3 separate regions of the Mus musculus genome follow, and all the other regions are linked to region 1. The links are chromatin contacts, called in public HiChIP or PLAC-seq maps. All regions are on one chromosome and are shown on one strand. Each heading gives the region's core, a stretch centred on a gene start, on an enhancer-like site or on the middle of the called end of the contact. The rest is flanking DNA. Distances are from core to core; before and after follow the strand shown.

Evidence for each region. HiChIP or PLAC-seq counts read pairs in DNA pulled down with a chosen protein or histone mark.
Region 2: a contact with region 1 is called in a FOXA1 HiChIP or PLAC-seq map of pancreatic cancer cells. The contact joins two enhancer-like sites. A contact is called at or near these places in 10 of 39 promoter capture datasets (the 3T3-L1 cell line, 3T3-L1-derived adipocytes, the C10 cell line and 6 more), 29 of 484 Hi-C or Micro-C datasets (the C2C12 cell line, the HL-1 cell line, MC3T3-E1-derived osteoblasts and 15 more) and 5 of 115 datasets of contacts at active chromatin or transcription factors (embryonic stem cells, fibro-adipogenic progenitors, kidney and 1 more).
Region 3: a contact with region 1 is called in an H3K27ac HiChIP or PLAC-seq map of embryonic stem cells, with 2.7 times the contacts expected there. The contact joins two enhancer-like sites. A contact is called at or near these places in 4 of 484 Hi-C or Micro-C datasets (the HL-1 cell line, embryonic stem cells and liver) and 1 of 115 datasets of contacts at active chromatin or transcription factors (embryonic stem cells).

The regions. Positions count from the first base shown.
Region 1 is chr1:186,252,694-186,256,298 of GRCm38.p6, forward strand. No RefSeq gene overlaps it. Among named protein-coding and RNA genes, the nearest start is that of Gm35201, 120 kb to the left of the region's middle. Within about 2 kb of position 2,023, at least 29 of the 459 cell types and tissues checked have an H3K27ac peak or open chromatin away from gene starts, as enhancers often do. A contact at or near this core is called in embryonic stem cells and pancreatic cancer cells, where this site is marked.
Region 2 is chr1:186,720,503-186,724,107 of GRCm38.p6, forward strand. Rrp15 (ribosomal RNA processing 15 homolog (S. cerevisiae)) reads right to left here. Exons shown (of 5, transcript NM_026041.2): 5 at 584-1,044. The coding sequence ends at 901. Among named protein-coding and RNA genes, the nearest start is that of Tgfb2, 16 kb to the left of the region's middle. Within about 2 kb of position 1,954, at least 33 of the 459 cell types and tissues checked have an H3K27ac peak or open chromatin away from gene starts, as enhancers often do. A contact at or near this core is called in pancreatic cancer cells, where this site is marked.
Region 3 is chr1:186,509,019-186,512,623 of GRCm38.p6, forward strand. A730004F24Rik (RIKEN cDNA A730004F24 gene) reads right to left here. Exons shown (of 2, transcript NR_131158.1): 2 at 2,820-3,605. Among named protein-coding and RNA genes, the nearest start is that of Gm35426, 24 kb to the left of the region's middle. Within about 2 kb of position 1,698, at least 6 of the 459 cell types and tissues checked have an H3K27ac peak or open chromatin away from gene starts, as enhancers often do. A contact at or near this core is called in embryonic stem cells, where this site is marked.

The DNA.
Region 1 (3,605 bases), core at 773-3,272:
TTGTCTCTAAAGGATTATCTAAATCACATTAATTAGGGTATAAAGACCCACTCTCAATGTGGATGGCACCGTTTCATTGGCCAGGGCTGTAGATAAAAGAGAAAGTGTCACTCAACACTAAGGTTCATTTTTCTCTCTTCCTGGAAGCAGATGCAACGGGACCAGTTGACTCAAGCATCCTGTGGCCACGGGTTCCCTGCTTCTGGAATCTTGAAGGGTTGCTTAATAAACCCTCTTCTCTAAGTTCCCCTGTGTCAGGTATTTTATTGTAGCAGAGTAACTAATAAACTACTTAGTAGCTGGGATGGACACCTATCAGCCCCATTAGAAGGGAATGCCATCAGAGTGTCACCAGAATAGTTATTTCCCAGCTTCAATCACTGCTGGAATTGGCTGCTGAACTTAGAAACAATGCCCACCCCTTGTGGTTCAGATTAAACTGTTTGGGGCTAAAGCCTAGCCATTTGGGTTATTAAAACTCACTGAATGATTTCAATGCAGAGACATGTTTGAAAGCCACTGGACTAGAGGAACCGAGAGCTCATCTTGGCAGATTTTCTACTTGATTTAGAAAAACCAGCTAAAGGAATAAAGCTGACTTAACTTGTTTATTTAAAACCCCGGGTGCCAGATGTACTTATGAATTATATTCTAATTGTGCTAAAATTATAAAAAGCAATATAATGCATAGATAGTACAGAATATAAAACTTGCGGTACGTTCTGGGCTGCACCTATATCAAATAGTATTTCTGTACAGAAGCATGTTGGTCTCTACATTATAGGGAAGTTGATGTCAGTTCTAGCTAGCTTCTGATAGTCAACATGGATTGATACTAAACTTTATCCAAGAAAATTTGAGATTTCAGATTTTTACAGATCACTGAGTTGAAGACTACTGGATTATAAATGTGATTAGAAAACTCGCTGTTATAGAATCCAGGTTTTATGTATCTGCATTGTGCTCCTGGCCCTACTGTCCTAGACAGAAGAAAAATTGAAGAAGAATGTTGCTGTGGAGTCAGAAAGGTTAGCACCAGGCATCCAGCTCAGTTAAGCAGAACTGACCCCCGAAGCCTCTTCTCTTTTTGTAGAACTGTCTTAGTTATTCACAAACTCCCAGTCTAATAAGGAATACAGTTAAGATGTTGTCTTAGGCCTATTCTCTCAAGAGGAACCAGCACTGGTTTGAGTATTGTCTCCCAAATTCCTGGTTTTTCCTCAGTCTTAGTTCATGAACATAGATGGACATAGAGTTTTTAACCCTTTGGGGTTCTCATAAGAACTGGAGAAAATACACAAGGACAGACACACACAAGGAGAAGGACATGTGGAGTCACTTGATGACAGAGGCAGGGGTTGGAGCTGTACTGCTGCTAGCCAAGGAAGAAGGAAGAGTGTTAATAGCATAGTGACAGCTGTAGGGAAAGCAAAGGTCTGGAAGAGAGGCCAGGTGACTTCAGAGTGAGCACGGTTCTACACTCAGCCTCTGATTTATGTTCTCTAGAACTTCAATAGAGGAACTGTCTATCAGAAGCCTCCAGCGGCTTGTGTGTTAGCCTCCCTGCAAAGTGTCTCTTGAACCTGAGCGGCAGCAGTCTTGAGAGTAGAGGTACCCCGTGTTTTGTTTGACAAGAACCTTCTCCATTGCAATGCTTCCTCTATAGTGTGGGTGAATCCCACGCCATTTCTCAGGTGACTTTCGTTAAGCCATAACTAATGATACTGGCTGCTGACTCTTGGTTGTTTTAGTAAAGTCACTCTCTGGTTCCTGGTTTTGGAGCTTATCATGGGATGTGTGCTTTACTTGAAGTAAATAATAAATAACCATAGTCAGGAGAAACGATTTCCTGGCTCATCGACTGCAAAGGAGCTATGTTGCCTGAGAAAAGATGTGATCTCAAAGAACCAGGGTGTTTCTGATTTAACTGATGAAATCATTAACTCTGAGTTTCAGGAGGTGTGGTGCACAGCTCCCCACAGGAGGCAGGGGAGAGGGAATTCCAGGAATGTTTGCAAGGTGGAGAACTTCACTTTTGTGCAAACAAAATTATCAGGGTATTTCCAAGGGCAGCTACCCCATCTTGGTCCAGACTGGGGGAAGAAAAATCAGAAGCTAATGGAGAAACAAGATAAAGTTAGAGTAGTGATAGAGAAGGGAGATACAAAATAAAAGTATTACACAGTTGACGAATATGGGAAATTAAAGGTAATTTAGAGTAAACAGCCAAGGACTTTTCTTTTGAAACCTTAAGACTGTAAGATTTTCATTTTCTTTTTTCATCCTTCCTTCCTCTCTCTCTCTCTCTCTCTCTCTCTCTCTCATCTTATTCAGTATGGAAGGATAGCATGCAGGAGAATTAAAATCTATGACTTGGTTTAGGGAAGAAGGATGGAGAGGAAATGAAAGGAGAGGAAAGAGGAACAGAAGGGATGTAGTTTGGAGGGAAGGGGAGGAGAGGGAGGAAGAGGAGGAATAGGAAGGGGAGGAGGAGAAAGGAGAGAGAAGGAAGGAGACAGGGAGGAAGGAGAAAGAAGGGAGGGCAGGGGAAGGAAGAAGAGAAGGGGAAGGGGGAAGGGGGGAGGGGAGGGGAGGATGAAGAGGGGTAGGAAGAGAGAAAGGGGAGAGGAGGGAACAGAGAGATGTCTTTTATAATATGTCAGAGGAGGGAGACATAAACGAAACAACATTTTTATTTTCAACTACGCTTTCAGGGGAAAGCAAGCAAGAAACATTTCTGCAGGGCCATAGGGCCTGTATCAGCAGGAAACAGAGGTGGTTTGGCAACTGGAAGAATAGAAAGCTAATTATGCATTTAAAGTGCAATAATCTCTGTTTTCATCTTTCAATTAGAGAGAATAGACCTAAATAATATATTTATCACAGAGAGGTAGTATATGGCTGCAGGCAGCTCTAGGAGGTTTGTCCAAATGTAAATTAGATGCCTCTCTTTAGTGGTCACAGCCCTAGGGACACAGGCTCAGATTAACTAGTTCCTGTAGACATACCACAAAGAAGAGACAAGTTGTCCTTGCCTGGTGTATGTGTATGTGTGTGTGTGTGTGTGTGTGTGTGTGTGTGCGCGCTCGCGCTCATGTGTGGTCCCACATCAGGGTGCACAGAAGCTGTTGGAAGGAGACTGTGGGATTAGCACGATAGCCCTAACTGTCCCCACAGTTGGACGTTTTGTGACACAGATGGTGGAGCTCCTGTTTTCCTGAGTCACATTACCTGCTGGGAGCATAAGGACCCAGCAGGCCAAAGCTTTGTACAAAGCAGCAGTGCTCCTCAACCAGCTGCTTTAACTGAGCAATCGTCTGAATCCTGCGTCTCCTATAAAGGTGGAAAGGGTGGCTAACTATTTAACTTCTACTTGGTAAATGAAAACTACTAGCTCACACATGCATGCCTCGTGTGTGTGTGTGTGTGTGTGTGTGTGTGTGTGTGTGTGTCTGTGTGTGTCTGTGTGTGTCTGTGTGTGTGTGTCTTGTCTGTCTGTATCTGTGTGTCTGTGTGATGGTTAATTTTATGTGCTGCTTTGCTTGGTTAAGGAGCCTTGCTATTGATCAAATACGTGACCAGATATTACTTTGGAGGTAGATTTT
Region 2 (3,605 bases), core at 704-3,203, 470 kb after region 1:
TACCGAGAAAGCTTGCTCACAGTTATTTAGATTAAAATGACAAAACCACCAGCCACACAATTTAATATGGCACTTACGTTCCCGAGTGAGATGAAGACACAGACACACACGCACCTTACGGCTTTCCTATAATAAGCATTCAGCACCATGCTACGAGCTTCACTCTGACAGGGGCCCCGTAGTCATGGAACATTTATAGCCCTTGATTTGGCCTGAAAACATAAACCTCCTGCTCCAACCCAGGGGCAGGGTTGGGCCTCAGTGTAGAGCAGATCCAAGTGTGTGCCATGGGTGGTCGCAGGGCTCCCTTCATGGAAAGATGGAGAGAGACGGGTCCTTCTCATGAGAGCGCGTCACGCTCAATACCTACTTCCCTTACAGACTTGGTAACTGGAGCCAAGTTTCACAGAAATAGTGGAGGAAATCACACAGCTTCACTGGTTTTCTAGAACTAAAATAGAAAAGATAACAATTTGAAATTTTATGTACCTTTTTCTTAAAGGCTTAGCCACACAAACCAACGGCACCAATCACCCACCCTCCGTGACAGACAGATCTATGGATCTGAGCAGGGAAGCAGAGATTTCATATCAAATTCACTTTAATTATAAATGGGACCGCACTTTAGAAACCCTGATGGATGATGGGCATGTGTCCACAGCAAAGGATCCTAGAAAATTGCAGTTTACTGCTCAAGAAAAAAAATATTTCTCTGTACAAATATTTTAGAAAAACAGGTTAAATTTCTGTAAGAATTAAAAATACAGCTTTAATACAGTCTGCACCTGAGGAACCCTAGAGCACAGGTTCTCAGGAAGTCCTAGCATTTGGCAGATGGCCATGCGCAGGCTCCCAACCGTCGGGTCATTTGCAGCGGAGCTGGATGCTCCCGTCTGCCGCTCAACGGCTGGCTGCGGCCTCTGCCCTGCCACCAGCAGGCTCCTCGCCCTCGCTCTCCTTGTCCCAGTCCTTCATGCTGGCTCCCATCATGAAATCATCTCGCAGAATCTTCCACCCTGGGCTCTCTTCTGATTTCACTTCAGTCTAAGAAAAATCACAGAACCAAAACATTCACAAATCAATTTAACCATAAAGAAAATTTAAAAATTATATACTTCAAAACAAACTTTTCAATATGTACTTTGAAATGAGATAAAACCAAAATAATATAAAATTGATTTTATATTCTGTGCTCATGTATATACAAATACAGAGTAAAGAAAAAATTTCAATTCTACCAATGAAACATAAAAGCAAAATAATTTAGAGTTGGGGAAAATACAGATTTGGCATCACTTTTAAAAATATTTGGACAACATTAATTAACCTTTGGTGGTACCTTATTAGAAAATCCTTGGCAGTGACTTTAATGGAGCCTAAAGTTTAACCCCAAGCGCACTGAAGCGAGAAGCTAACTGGCACTGTGCAGCTGCTTGAGACAGTGCCTCTTCCAGAGTCTGTAGCAGCGCGGACATACAAGGTCTCACTGCCTGACACAGTCACGGAGTCGGGAACTAATAAAGCCCAGGAGTTAGAAGTAACTGAAGCAAGCAACAAACTCAGGAGACAAGTCATTCCACGCAGCCACGGGGTAAGACCTGGAGCTAAGGACACACGCCTTCCTTTGTGGAACAACAGCACCACCGTGTGGCAGTCGTGTGTACTGCAACACTGACGTGACCAAAACCAAGTCCTGTTCTCACAACCACAGGTAGTCTGCAAATCTATCCCATCTGGGGGCTGTGTCTATGTAGCAAGCATTTTTTAAAAAGACACCAAAATGTCCGCAAGGTTTCACAAGCTAATTACATAACTGTGCTACAGCTTGTTTATTTTTTAGGAACCTATTTATGTATTAAGAGGAAAAATGGACCGCTTCTGCCTTTGTGGGATAAAAAACTAAATCACAGCTTGCACCCAGAACAGCCGGGAGCCAGGGAGGCAGACAACTGCATAGACTGGGAGCTGACTTAGTAGTTCACGTATCGACACCGGCTGCAGTGGAACCAGCACTGGGGACTAGAAACACTCGTGTGGTGTGAGACCACGACAGTGGAATGCTTGTCAGGTGAGTGGCCGGGCCCTGTTCCCCACTGACTGCTGGACTCTCTGGAGCGGAAGCTCCACAGCTATTCCAGGTTTTCTGACTCAACCCCATGCTCTTGCTGGCACTCAGGACCAACAATTACAGCAGGCTGGCCAACTTAACTGCTCAAAGCTTTTGATTAAAGTAGTAATTTGAAATAGGGTCTCATACTGCAAACCATGTTAGACTACGACTCATTACTGTATGTTGCCCAAGCTGGACTTCAACGCGCAGCAATTCTGCCTTAGCCTCCTGAGTGCTGGGATTATAAAAATGAGCCATCATGACCTGGTTTCAATTCAGTTTTTTTTGGTTTGGGTTTTAAATTTATCAACAATACAATTTAGAATTATAAAAGGCAGTGAAACAAGATTGCTCAGTCTTTGAGAATCAGGAACAATAAATAGATTGGTACTCCAGATAGTCTGAGGGCTTTCGAAATTATGACAGTTTAAGCATACTTCATAGTCTGTAATTTGAATAGCTAAAATTCTTGTTTAAATAAAATACAGCAGGTTTGGCCTAATGGACTAGGCAAGGAACTCTCAGCCTGGAATTCAGGTTCACTTTGGTTTTAAAGCACCCATTAGACATCAAGGATGGCCAACCTGGAGTGAAGCTGAGGAGAAGGGAGGCAGGTGAGAAGGTAAAACTGAGACAATCACACAGGAAAACAGACAGACAATAGAAGACAGTGTGAAGTAGAACCCGTTCAGGAGGCTCCTTAACTGCAGTGCAGAAGAGACAGCCAAGGGAGAAGAAAGTCTCCAGGCTCAGCGTGAAGGAAAGTTCCAGAACAACCTCATGCCAGGCCTATGGAATGCAGTACAGCAGTGACTTCACAGGGCACAAGCAGGCAGAAGATCCCATCACCAAGCCACAACCTTCCTGCCAGCACTGACACAACCAGTAAGAGTGAATGGAGACACGGTACAAGAACCAGGACACTCGGGTGCTAGCTAATATGGGAGCAACCTCGGATGGCACAGCAATGCATTTAAATAGCAGAATGGTCACAGGGACACCCTGAGGGGCGATGGATCCCCGCAGAGAATGGAGGCTTCTATAAAGAATACCTCAGTAGGAATATAGGAAAGTGTGGAGACCCTGGCTTATACGCTGCTCAGTGGCAAAGAGCACCAAACCCTAGCTTTGTACTAAAATAAGTGAGTCTGGGGTGAAATGTGACTTCCAAGACTACATGAGTGCAAAGAGACCTTACAAGGCAGGACAGCAAAACAAGAGACAAACAAAACCAGATGGCTACACTGTCATTTACAGTCCCAGATTCCCTCTAAGTTTCTCAAGAGCATCTGTCAAGGAGCCCTGCTGGTCCTATTACTTACATTTTATCATGATGACCCTGCCTGCCTGTTGTGGCTGTCTTTGCTGTATTACTGAGTCGGTGTGTGCTGGCTAGACCCTCTGCAGCACCACATTTCTGACTCTCTGAGTGCCTGCCAGGTGGGAATATCACTCCATATGACGAAAGGGAACGAGGGCTCAGGACATGAAGCCT
Region 3 (3,605 bases), core at 448-2,947, 260 kb after region 1:
ATGCATGCAGGCAAAGCACTTATAGATACACACATATAAAGTAAAAGTAAATAATAATTTAAAAATAATAAAAGTTCTCTAGGTCAGCATGATAGCTCAGCAGGTAAAGGTGCTTGCTGTGAAACCTGATGACTTGAACTCAACCCCAAGTCTCTCACATGGTAGAAGCAGAAAACTGACTCTCAGGTTGTCTTTTGATTCCACATACCGGCCCCAGCACAGAGGTAATCACACATACAGACACCACATGCAGCCATAGCACAGAGGCACTCAGACACAAAAACAAACACACAGAGATGTTTGATGCTAAACTCATGGCTTAAGTCATTCAGGGCCATGAAAGCAAAGCTCTCCTCAGGGCTGGAGAGCTGGCTCACAGGTTAAGAGCATCTGCTGCTGGTCTTCCAGAGGATCCGGGTTTAATTTCCAGCATCCATATGGTGGCTCACGACCACCTGTAACTCCAGTTCCAAGGGATCTGGTGCCCTCTTCTGGCCCTTCTGGCCTCTATGGACATCAGGTATGCATGCAGTACACAGACAGACATACAAACAAAACAACACCCACATACATAAATTAAACATAATATATATTTTTAAACGCCTCCTGGGACTGTCTAGTTTCCTAACCGCCACCCTCCCTCCCGAAACCCCCCACTCTGCTCCACCCCTCACCCCTCACACCTACTGTTCCTATGACAACAATATCAAAGCCCATGCACTCCCAGCAAGCCCTCAACCACTGAGTGTGATTCCAAACTCAGGACTACGTCATTCGGGTTCTTCTAGTAGTTGTGCCTTGGAGTTATTTTATTCATAAAATTGTAATATAACTTTGATAAGAATGATATCACCAACAAAAAAATTAATTTAGAAAACACAATTCTTTGTGATAGTCACCATCCCACAGAGAAATATAATATACCTTGGTGTTGTTTCAGATCAACCTTTATAAAGCTCTGAAAATTGAGAATTTTCTTCCTAGGAGTCTGGTTTATTTATTGATATAACTACTCATACAGATTGATATTACTTTGTTTTATTGGTTTGATTTATTCTTTTTTCCCCTTAAGTTGATTTACTCTCTCTCTCTCTCTCTCTCTCTCTCTCTCTCTCTCTCTCTCTCTCTCTCTCTCTTTCTCTCTCTCTCTCTCCCCCTCCCTCTCTCTCCCTGGATTGGCAGCATTCACCGTTACCAATGAAACATCTCTCTAGCCCTGGTTTGGTTTATTTTTTCGTTGTTGTTTTTTGGTTTTTATTTTTATATAAATGATATTTTCCAGTATAGTGCATGGCTGTTGACCATACATGAAACCATCAATATTTATAACTATCATGTATCTCTGATGAGCTCTTAGGAACCTAATAGGTTTGGTTTTTTTTTTTTAATTAATTCTCTTGGAGTGGTAGCATGTGAAGTCAAGTTGTCTCCCAGGCTCCATGCTTCATCATCTGCAGTGAGAAAGCACCCAATTATTGTCTTATTGATTAGTGCTCTGCATAGCACTGGAGTGTTCTGAAGATAATTAAGACTCACACTTACTTTAAATAGCCAAAGAACTGTCATGTGATTCCCCCATCTGAACTGTGTGGGTGATGGAATGCATATGCAGCCCCCAGCAATGCAGCTTCCTGCATAGACATAGACACAGCCGCATAGCAAGGCCTTCAAGGGCACTTCCTTCACACAAATGGCCAGGGCAGCTGGAGATCATTTTCATGCAAATCTTCAAGAGCTTTGGTATTCCTAGTCCACTTTGTGCAGGCATTAGAAGAATGAAAATGAAGGTTGAACCGACCTTCATGAGTTCTTCCTTCTGACTGACATCCATTTGCATGTGCTTGTCTAGAACCAATTCATTACTTGCCCTAGTCAAACATAATTAGAACAGACTAACTGGAAAGGATGCCCACTGTCTCCAAGGACCAAGCACATCTACCTTAAACACCCAGTGCTGTAGAGAAAAGAGCTCTTTTCCCCTGAGGTTAGTCTGACACAGTGGTGATGGGCTTGGGCCGCTCCAGATGGGAAAACTGAGATGTTTCATTTAATATTGATGTGCTTTTAGACAATATCCTCCTATTGTTAACATTGGGTCCATGTTACACACTAGAAAGCTTTATGGCTCTGTCATATGAATGTGTGCTGTTTAAGGGAATAGCTTAAATACTTGGCTTTATGGTGGTCTCAAGGATAACTTTGCAGCCCTAAGGGCTGAGCCTCTTCCTCAAGATTCAACATGGTCTCTAGAGCCTTAGGATTCAAATCTCCGTTTCTGGGATCTTAGAGGGGGTTGCGGTGGAGATAAGAGTGAGAGTTGGTGTAATTAAAAGTGAAGTAGAGCAGGAATATTATTTAGGTCAAGTTCTCTGAAACTGCCACCCAATCCTTCCAGCTACATCCATTGACCAAAGCCCAGCCCCACCACACTGTAATGGCTTGAACCTGAAATGTCCACTATAGACTCATGGTTTTGACACTTAATTCTTGGCTGGTGGTGGTATTTGAGATGGTCAAGAAACTTTGATTTTCCGTATCTAGTCAGAGGAGGTTAGTCAGTGAAGGTGGGTTCCTGGGAGTGGCCACTTCTCACACTGCTTCCCAGCCATCCAAGATGTATACTAAACTGCCCTATCGTGGCTTCCCCACCAAGATGAACTGAATCCTCCAAAGTTTGAGACAATCAATCTTCCTGTAAGTTGCTACTATTGGGCATTCCATCACAGAAGTGCAAGCAACTCGAGTGTCTTAAGTGCAGAGGACATTGGGAAGAGGAATCCTAGTTAACTGAAAAGCAGATTTCTAATTGAGAAAATCTAAGTCATGGATATGGGTTTACTTTTAAAATGAGCATAATGATAGTGACAATTTCAAAGCTTTTGTAATGGTTAATTGACATTACTAATATCTTACATAGTAGTTGTTTTCATTTCATTTCCAGATAGCATTGCTAAAGTACTCTAACAAAACCAACTTTGAGAAAGAAAGTCTTGGTTGGCCTCACAGTTTCAGGTGACAGTCCATCACAGGGGAGAGTCTAGGCAGGAATTTAAAGCAGCCAGCCACATCATTACATATTTGCTCAGTAGACATAGCTAATCCAGAGCTGAGGGGAAATAAAAGTGGGCAAACCTGCACTCATTGCTTTCTCTACTCTTACACCGCTGTCCATGACCCATGCCCAGAAAATCGAGTTCTTCATGAGCCTGGTGTGACTTCTCCATGTTGTCCAAGCATTCAAAAAAATTAGGAATACACATCTCTTCTTGGAACTCTTCTTCTTGCTCAAATCCTCATGCAAAAGCTTAGTCTAGAACCCACGATAAGAAAACCTTCCAACTTCAATTAATGTAATCAAGTTGAATCCCCACATACATGGTCACAGGACACCTGGGCAAAATCTCTCATTGAGACCCTCTTCTTGGGTGATTCTAGATTGTATCATTTGTTAATATGTGGATATAATATTGTCTCAGCATCCGCTATGATCTAGATTATAGATAACAAGCTAACGTTTTAGTATAATTGCCTACCCAAGTCACCCAAGTAATGAACTTCTATTGGTTTCTACTATAAATATGAAGTTTCTTTACAAGTACAAAAAA